2 separate regions of the Sus scrofa genome follow, and region 2 is linked to region 1. Evidence: chromatin contacts called from public promoter capture Hi-C data. All regions are on one chromosome and are shown on one strand. Each heading gives the region's core, a stretch centred on a gene start, on an enhancer-like site or on the middle of the called end of the contact. The rest is flanking DNA. Distances are from core to core; before and after follow the strand shown. Region 1 holds the start of QPCTL (glutaminyl-peptide cyclotransferase like). Region 2 holds the start of INAFM1 (putative transmembrane protein INAFM1).

The links. Promoter capture Hi-C pulls out the DNA fragments that hold promoters and counts their contacts.
Region 2: a contact with region 1 is called in a promoter capture Hi-C map of liver, with 3 times the contacts expected there. The contact joins the promoter of INAFM1 here to the promoter of QPCTL in region 1. A contact is called at or near these places in 1 of 5 promoter capture datasets (liver) and 1 of 47 Hi-C or Micro-C datasets (liver).

Annotation. Positions count from the first base shown.
Region 1 is chr6:52,041,792-52,044,856 of Sscrofa11.1, forward strand. It overlaps QPCTL (glutaminyl-peptide cyclotransferase like), which reads left to right and starts at 1,411. Exons shown (of 7, transcript NM_001243636.1): 1 at 1,411-1,650; 2 at 2,138-2,281; 3 at 3,012-3,065. The coding sequence starts at 1,441. It overlaps SNRPD2 (small nuclear ribonucleoprotein D2 polypeptide), which reads right to left and starts at 683. Exons shown (of 3, transcript NM_001243653.2): 1 at 608-683. The coding sequence starts at 609.
Region 2 is chr6:53,078,523-53,081,587 of Sscrofa11.1, forward strand. It overlaps INAFM1 (putative transmembrane protein INAFM1), which reads left to right and starts at 1,412. Exons shown (of 2, transcript XM_021097554.1): 1 at 1,412-1,450; 2 at 1,665-2,471. The coding sequence starts at 1,412. The coding sequence ends at 2,135. It overlaps CCDC9 (coiled-coil domain-containing protein 9), which reads left to right. Exons shown (of 15, transcript XM_021094629.1): 14 at 61-107; 15 at 677-2,470. The coding sequence ends at 694.

The DNA of each region.
Region 1 (3,065 bases), core at 161-2,660:
TCATTCATAGCCCCGGTCACCTAACACACCATATATTTTACCTTTACATTTATTGCCTGGCTCAACCCAACCCATAAAATGCAAAATGGAATTTTTTCCCTTGGGGGAGTGGGGTAATTCACTAACATATTCTGTGTCTAAAGAAGCCTGACATATGAACACTCAATAAATAATTGTTGCATGAATACGTAAGTAAAATCCTTCCGATAACTCGAGACCCATGATAACGACGAATAAGGTCAAAAGGCTAACCGTCTCCAGCTCAAATTACCCTGATAAGATCCTCACTTCAAATCGTTCTTCCCCACATGTCCGTACTCCCCTCTCCCAGGTTCCATTTTCGTACATCGCTTCCCCTTAACATTCGCTTCAGTAAGACTAATTATTTGGGAAAGCCCAGCCCGTTATCTGATAAAGCTGCTCCTGCTCCTAAAGTCAGGATCCGAAAAAGGCCCCACATCTGTTCTCAAACTCATCGGTAACGTACGCCACTTTACCCCGAAAATGTTTGCTTCCGCCCCAGGCTCTGCCCACCCCCTTCCACCGGCAAGTGGCCAGATTTACACCCTCAACCCACTCCTGCCACCTAAGCCTAGCCCGGCCTCACATGGCGGTGGCAGTAGTTGTCGCGACCGCGCACTCCAGTCACCACCGTCTCCGCGTTGCTTCTTCGCCCTCTGAAAGGAGCGAGAAGGGCGGGACTTCCGCTTCCTGAGGCCCACTTCCGTGGGCGCTTGCGCAAACACAGCTAGTGGGTGGGGCGTGGCCTGTTGCCATAGCGATCTCTGCTCGCCACAGGCGGCTGTAGGGTAAAACTCTTACGTACTACTTTGAGGCCATTCAGGACTGTACCGGGCAGATATTGACGATGGAGAGGAAGAGAAAGCAGGACTTATTCAAACCATTTCGTTGTAGAACCGCACAGGTTGAAGGAGGGAAAGGACAAGCCATTTCCAAATGCCCGCCGGCCCTGCCTTCGGGGGCGCGGCATCCACGAAGCCAATCGGCTCCTCGCTTCAGGGATGGATACCTCCTCTTCTACTTAGGGGACCGTCCGTTTATGTGTTTGTTAATCCTTTGGACTTGGAATAACCAATCCTTTGCTTACATCCGGGAGGGGCGTGGACCCGCGCCCAGGAGGTCGGCTGTTTTCTAGGATCAAATGCTTCTCATTGGCTTCCCCTCTTCCGCTGAGGCGGTGCCTACCTCTTTCGCGCTCCCTTTTGGGTTGTGCAACCCTCAGGGGAACCAACCCTTAAGCTTCAGGGAGACAGGGAGGCGTGTCCTCAGTACGAAAGTCCCCATTGGCTTTACTGCTTGCTGAAGGGTGGGTTGGTGCAGCCGCTCTTGTTGCTTATTGGTCCGGTGATTCCATGGGGTGGGACTTGGCTGGCCTAAACTCCATCCGCAGTCCCCGACCGGTTTCAGGGCGAAGCTGCCATGCGTTCAGGGGGCCGCGGGCGGCCCCGGCTACGGCTTGGGGAACGCGGCCTTTTGGAGCCACCCTCACCGCCCAAGCGCCGCCTGCTACCGCGGGCGCAGCTGTTGCCCCTGCTGTTGCTGGCGCTGGCGGTGGCCTCGGTGTTCTATACCATTTGGAGCGGCTGGCACCGCCAGACTGAGGAGCTGCCTCTGGGCCGGGAGATGCGGGTGAGGCCGGACGGGGACAGGGGAGCCCTTATTCCCCGCCTCCCCCTCCTCAAAGTCTCAGGTTGACGTGGCTTTATCGTTATCGTGGGGCCCTAGCCGCAGGTGCCGCGATCTTCGTCGTTAGAGCGCATGCCCCTTTCCAATGCAATGAGGCTTCGGGCTTTTTCTATAATAGCGGTTGCACCGTAAGAGGAAGGGTCTGGAGTAGTAAGCCTGGGAGTTCTGGGTTCTAATCCTAAAGTCAGCTGTTTGGAAGTCTCTTCCTCTCGTTGGGCTTCGATTTCTCCCATCAGGATTGCGGTGGGCTATACCGGATGGGCTTGGGTAGACTTTCCCGAGTCTAGGATTTATCCTAGAAACCTCTGATGCTGGAATCTGCCATTAGGAAGAGGAGCCGGGGCTTTTTAGGGATGACAGCCCCCGGGGTAGAGTTGAAATGAGGGTGCTTTTCACGCTCTGCTCTTCTCTTTCCCACCTCTTTCCCAAGGGTCCGGGGCTCGGAAGCCTCCCCGAAGCCGGGCTTCGGAGGGTGGTGGGGCGACTGGACCCGCACCGTCTCTGGCACACTTATCTGCGCCCCCTGCTGGTTGTGCGGACCCCGGGCAGTCCGGGCAATCTCCAAGTCAGAAAGGTAAAGGGCCCCACCTCCAATCCCTGACCCCGCAGCCACCAAGGAATGGGAAATAGATATTCTGCCCAAGAGCTGAAGCTCGGTCAGACTCTAGAGTTCTCTCTTGGTAACCCCAGGACTGTACTGCCCCCACCAAAAGTATGCTAAGCATAAGCATCGGGCCTGTGAGGTGGGTACCAACTTGATCTTCATAATGTAGATGGGGAAACTGAGGCTCAGAAGAGTTAGGCATTTTGCCCAAATCCCACAGTTAATAAATGGTATACCTAGGGTTTCAACCCAAAAGAGTTGGCTCCCGAACTGGTGCTGTAACATCTCTATATTGCCTCCCAGCAAGCACTGAAAGTCATTTGAACACTGCCTGAGTTCAAATCCACCTCAGCCACTTGGAGTGTGACCTTGGACTAGTTTCTTAACTTCTCTGAGCCTCAGTTTCCTCATCTGCAAAATGGAACCATTGACTCTCCCTCCTCCATAGGGTTCCTGGAACTGGGCTTGGCACAGAGTGCTCTTTGAAGGGTGAGCTGTGATTAGTCTTGGCATCATGAGGCAGAGTCGCTTCATGCCTGGCACTTAGTAGGTACCCAGCAGAAGTATATCAAGAGAGCCATTAAACCAAAGTGCGATTTGTGAGTTAACCTGATGGCTCTGCATGGTTCAGGTCACACGGCCCTTCTTCCAACCTCCTCCCCAGTCCCCACCCACCCTCCCACCTTTCTCTCGCCACTAGTTCCTGGAGGCCACGCTGAGGACCCTAAGGGCAGGCTGGCATGTGGAACTAGAC
Region 2 (3,065 bases), core at 162-2,661, 1.0 Mb after region 1:
CGGGTCCGGGGGGTGAGGGGGTTACTGTTCCTCTCCGGTGACCGTCCCTTCTCTTCCCAGAGGCGGGCCGCGAGGGCCAGGAGACGGCTATCAGCGACTTCCAGAGGGTGCGTTTCTGCAAGGTGGTGGCGGCCGCTTCGCCACTGGGGGCCGCCCGCTGACCGCGCCCTCCGACTTCGGCCTCCGCGCTCTGCACTAACCTCCCGCCGCCTCGCTCCTCTGTTCTCTGCTTCCGCCACACTCCAGCCAGGAGAGGGTTAAACGTAAGGGGGGAGGAGCCAGGGACAGTGAACCGGGTGGGGTCAGGGCAATAGTCCAGTCTCACAAATGGGGGGCGCCGTGGCACCGGGGTGGCTGAGACGCCCCCGTTTCCCAGTTCTGGAGGGCATGGGGGGGGGTCCAGGTGCCAGTTCCCGGGCCGAGTTTCCCGCCTCCAGGAGCTTACATCTGGGGCATGGCAAACAGCCGGTGACTCTTTCGAAGGACTTGAATTACCCGGCCGCCGGCTCGGTCTCTTATTAAATGCAGCACTTCCGCTAACCTTTGAACTGTGTTTTTGGCGGGGGGCAGGCTAGGTTGCTTGCTTGGCGGGCTTTTCCGTGGCGGAAGAGGCGGGAGGAAGGGGTCTTTTTTCCTCCATTTACCCTGATACGTATTCCCTCCCCCCCTCCCGCAGGCCTCCCCGAATTCCTGAAGACGCTGCTGGGAGGGGACTGAAGCTTCCCCTCCTTGATGGGGAGGGGGCGGCAGAAGGGGATTAGTCTGGTTCTCCAGGCAGTGCTCCCTCCTCCCTGGAGCCCACTCTGGACCTCCGGGCTTTAGAGAGACAGCAGTTGAGGGTGGTGGGGGAGGAGCTGGGGAAGGGGCGTGACTGGGGTGTGGGGCGGAGGTGGAACTTCGGGGTTTGAGCTTAGACCTCAGGACGCAAGTATGGAGGGGGCAGGTCCCGTGAGGGGCGTGGTCAGGGCGCCTGGGCGGGGCGGAACCACAGGAGCAGGTTTAGATTGGGAATCCCTGATGCAGGTGTAGGGCGCCTCCCGGGGCAGGGGGGCGTGGTTTAGGACGCGCAGTTCAAACCAGTGGAGTGGAAAGAGGCGAAGCCTGGGCTGGAGATGGGTGAGGGTAGGGGGAGAAGAGGGTGAGATCGAGTGCTGAAGTCCAGTTTGATTTGGAGAAAGGCAAGTTAAAACGGGGGCGGAACTGCGGCTAAGGAGGGGCGAGACTTATAAGCCCTGAGCTTGGCAAGGGGTTGGTGGAACTAGACGCTTGGAAGAAGTCTGAGTTCCGAAAGGGGACGGGTTTAGGGCGCGGGGAGAAGGACAAAAAGAGAGTGGAGCTAAGCGCCGGGCCGGGTAAAACACCGACGCCTGGCGGGAGTCGACTGGGCTTGTATTTGAGAAAAATCGAGATAATGCATGCCTGCGGCGGGTCCAGAGCCAAGGAGGGCGGGGTCAGAATGCTGTAGTTAAGCCTTGCCTTGATAATGGTTGGCCGGAGGCCGGGGAGGGGGAGTGCCTAAAACGCAAGAGGTGGTCCCGCTCGCGCGGGGGCGTGACCAAGGTGGCGGGGGCGGGGTTGGGCGAGGGAGAGTTGGAGCGCGGGGGCGGTCCTCTGGAAGGGGGCGGTTCTCTGGAGGGGGCGGCCCCCTGAGCGGGCGGGCCTAGTGGGTGGGGCCTGTGCGGGCTGTGGCTCCTGGACAAGGGGGCTGCGGAGATGCGGGCACGAGCTGCGTGGGTGGCGGCGGCGAGAGCCCGGGTGGCGCAGGGCTGAGCGAGGGCCCGCGGGGCCGCTGGCTGCGCCTGGCCCCGGTCTGCGCCTACTTCCTGTGCGTTTCGTTGGCTGCCGTGCTGCTCGCTGTGTACTATGGTCTTATCTGGGTTCCCACGCGGCCCCCTGCAGCCCCCGGCGGTCCGCCGCCCAGCGCGCAGTCTTCTCCTTGTGGCGCCCGCGCGGGTGCGCTGCCTGCTCCGGCGCCCCCAGCTGCTTCAGTGTCTTGCCTCCTGGGAGCCCCTGGCGGGCCGCGACCCCAGCTGGAGCTGCCGCGGAGCCGCCGCCACTGGGACCCCAGCCGCCGCCCGAACCGCCAGACGCCGGGAGAGACGCCGGAGGCCTCAGGGGGGCGAGGACCCGGGTAACTCTCCCTTTCACCTAGGATGGATCGCCGGTCTTCGAGAGTCCGGCGCCCCGACTACGGATGCGCCATTCTCGGATTGGGTTCTGGCTCCCTTTTCACGACATCGTCTAGCGTCTCCGGAGCCGTCATCCTGAAGACTGGGATGGGAAGGGCCCTCGCCGCTAGCAGCTCCTCCGCCGTCAGGCTGGGTCCTCCGCCATCTGGCGGACCCCCTCCTGATCTCTGTTCCTGATCTCCCTCCTTAGGATGCTGAGCACAGAGCCTTCAGTCCGCTCCCTTCTTCCTCGAATCTCCATGTCCATATGTCCACCTGCAGTAAACTCCAGTCCCAACTGCCTCGCATTGTGTTTGTCGTGTTGTCGCAGAGGTGCCTCCCCCCTTGAGTTTGGGAGAGAAAGTCCTTCCTGGCATCTGATTTTCTTTCGTCTCTCACTCTGGCTGGATGGTTGTGGCTTTTTCTCTTCCCTATGGGGGCCCTTTTTCCTCCTTCCGTCGCCGTCGTGTAGTTTCTGGGTTGGGGTGAGGTGAAGAGGCTTATCTGCAACAGGGCAGTTGAAGGTCAGACGACGTGAAGGGCTTCACAGTTTTTGGCATGCTCGGGGCCGAGGACAAGTGTCTCTGGAGGGCGTGAAGGGGCTCCTGTGACAGCCCAGGAGACCAGAAGGGAGATGGGATGATCTAGAGTCAGAAGAGCGTTTCTGGAGTTGTGATGAGTGTCATGTCGGGTCGGAGGCTCAGTCTCTGGAGATGTCAAGAGAAGATGCTCCTGGGAGGTAATGATGCCTTCCTCCTGGAATCTGAGAGATGTGCTTGGCGGGGGTCACGGTGGGGTTTCTCTGCCTCTGGGAATCACTGAGGATGTTCTCAAAGTTTCCTGCTGCCCTTGAAGATGAGTACTGCCCCTCTGGTACCCCTGCAAACCCAGGCAGGG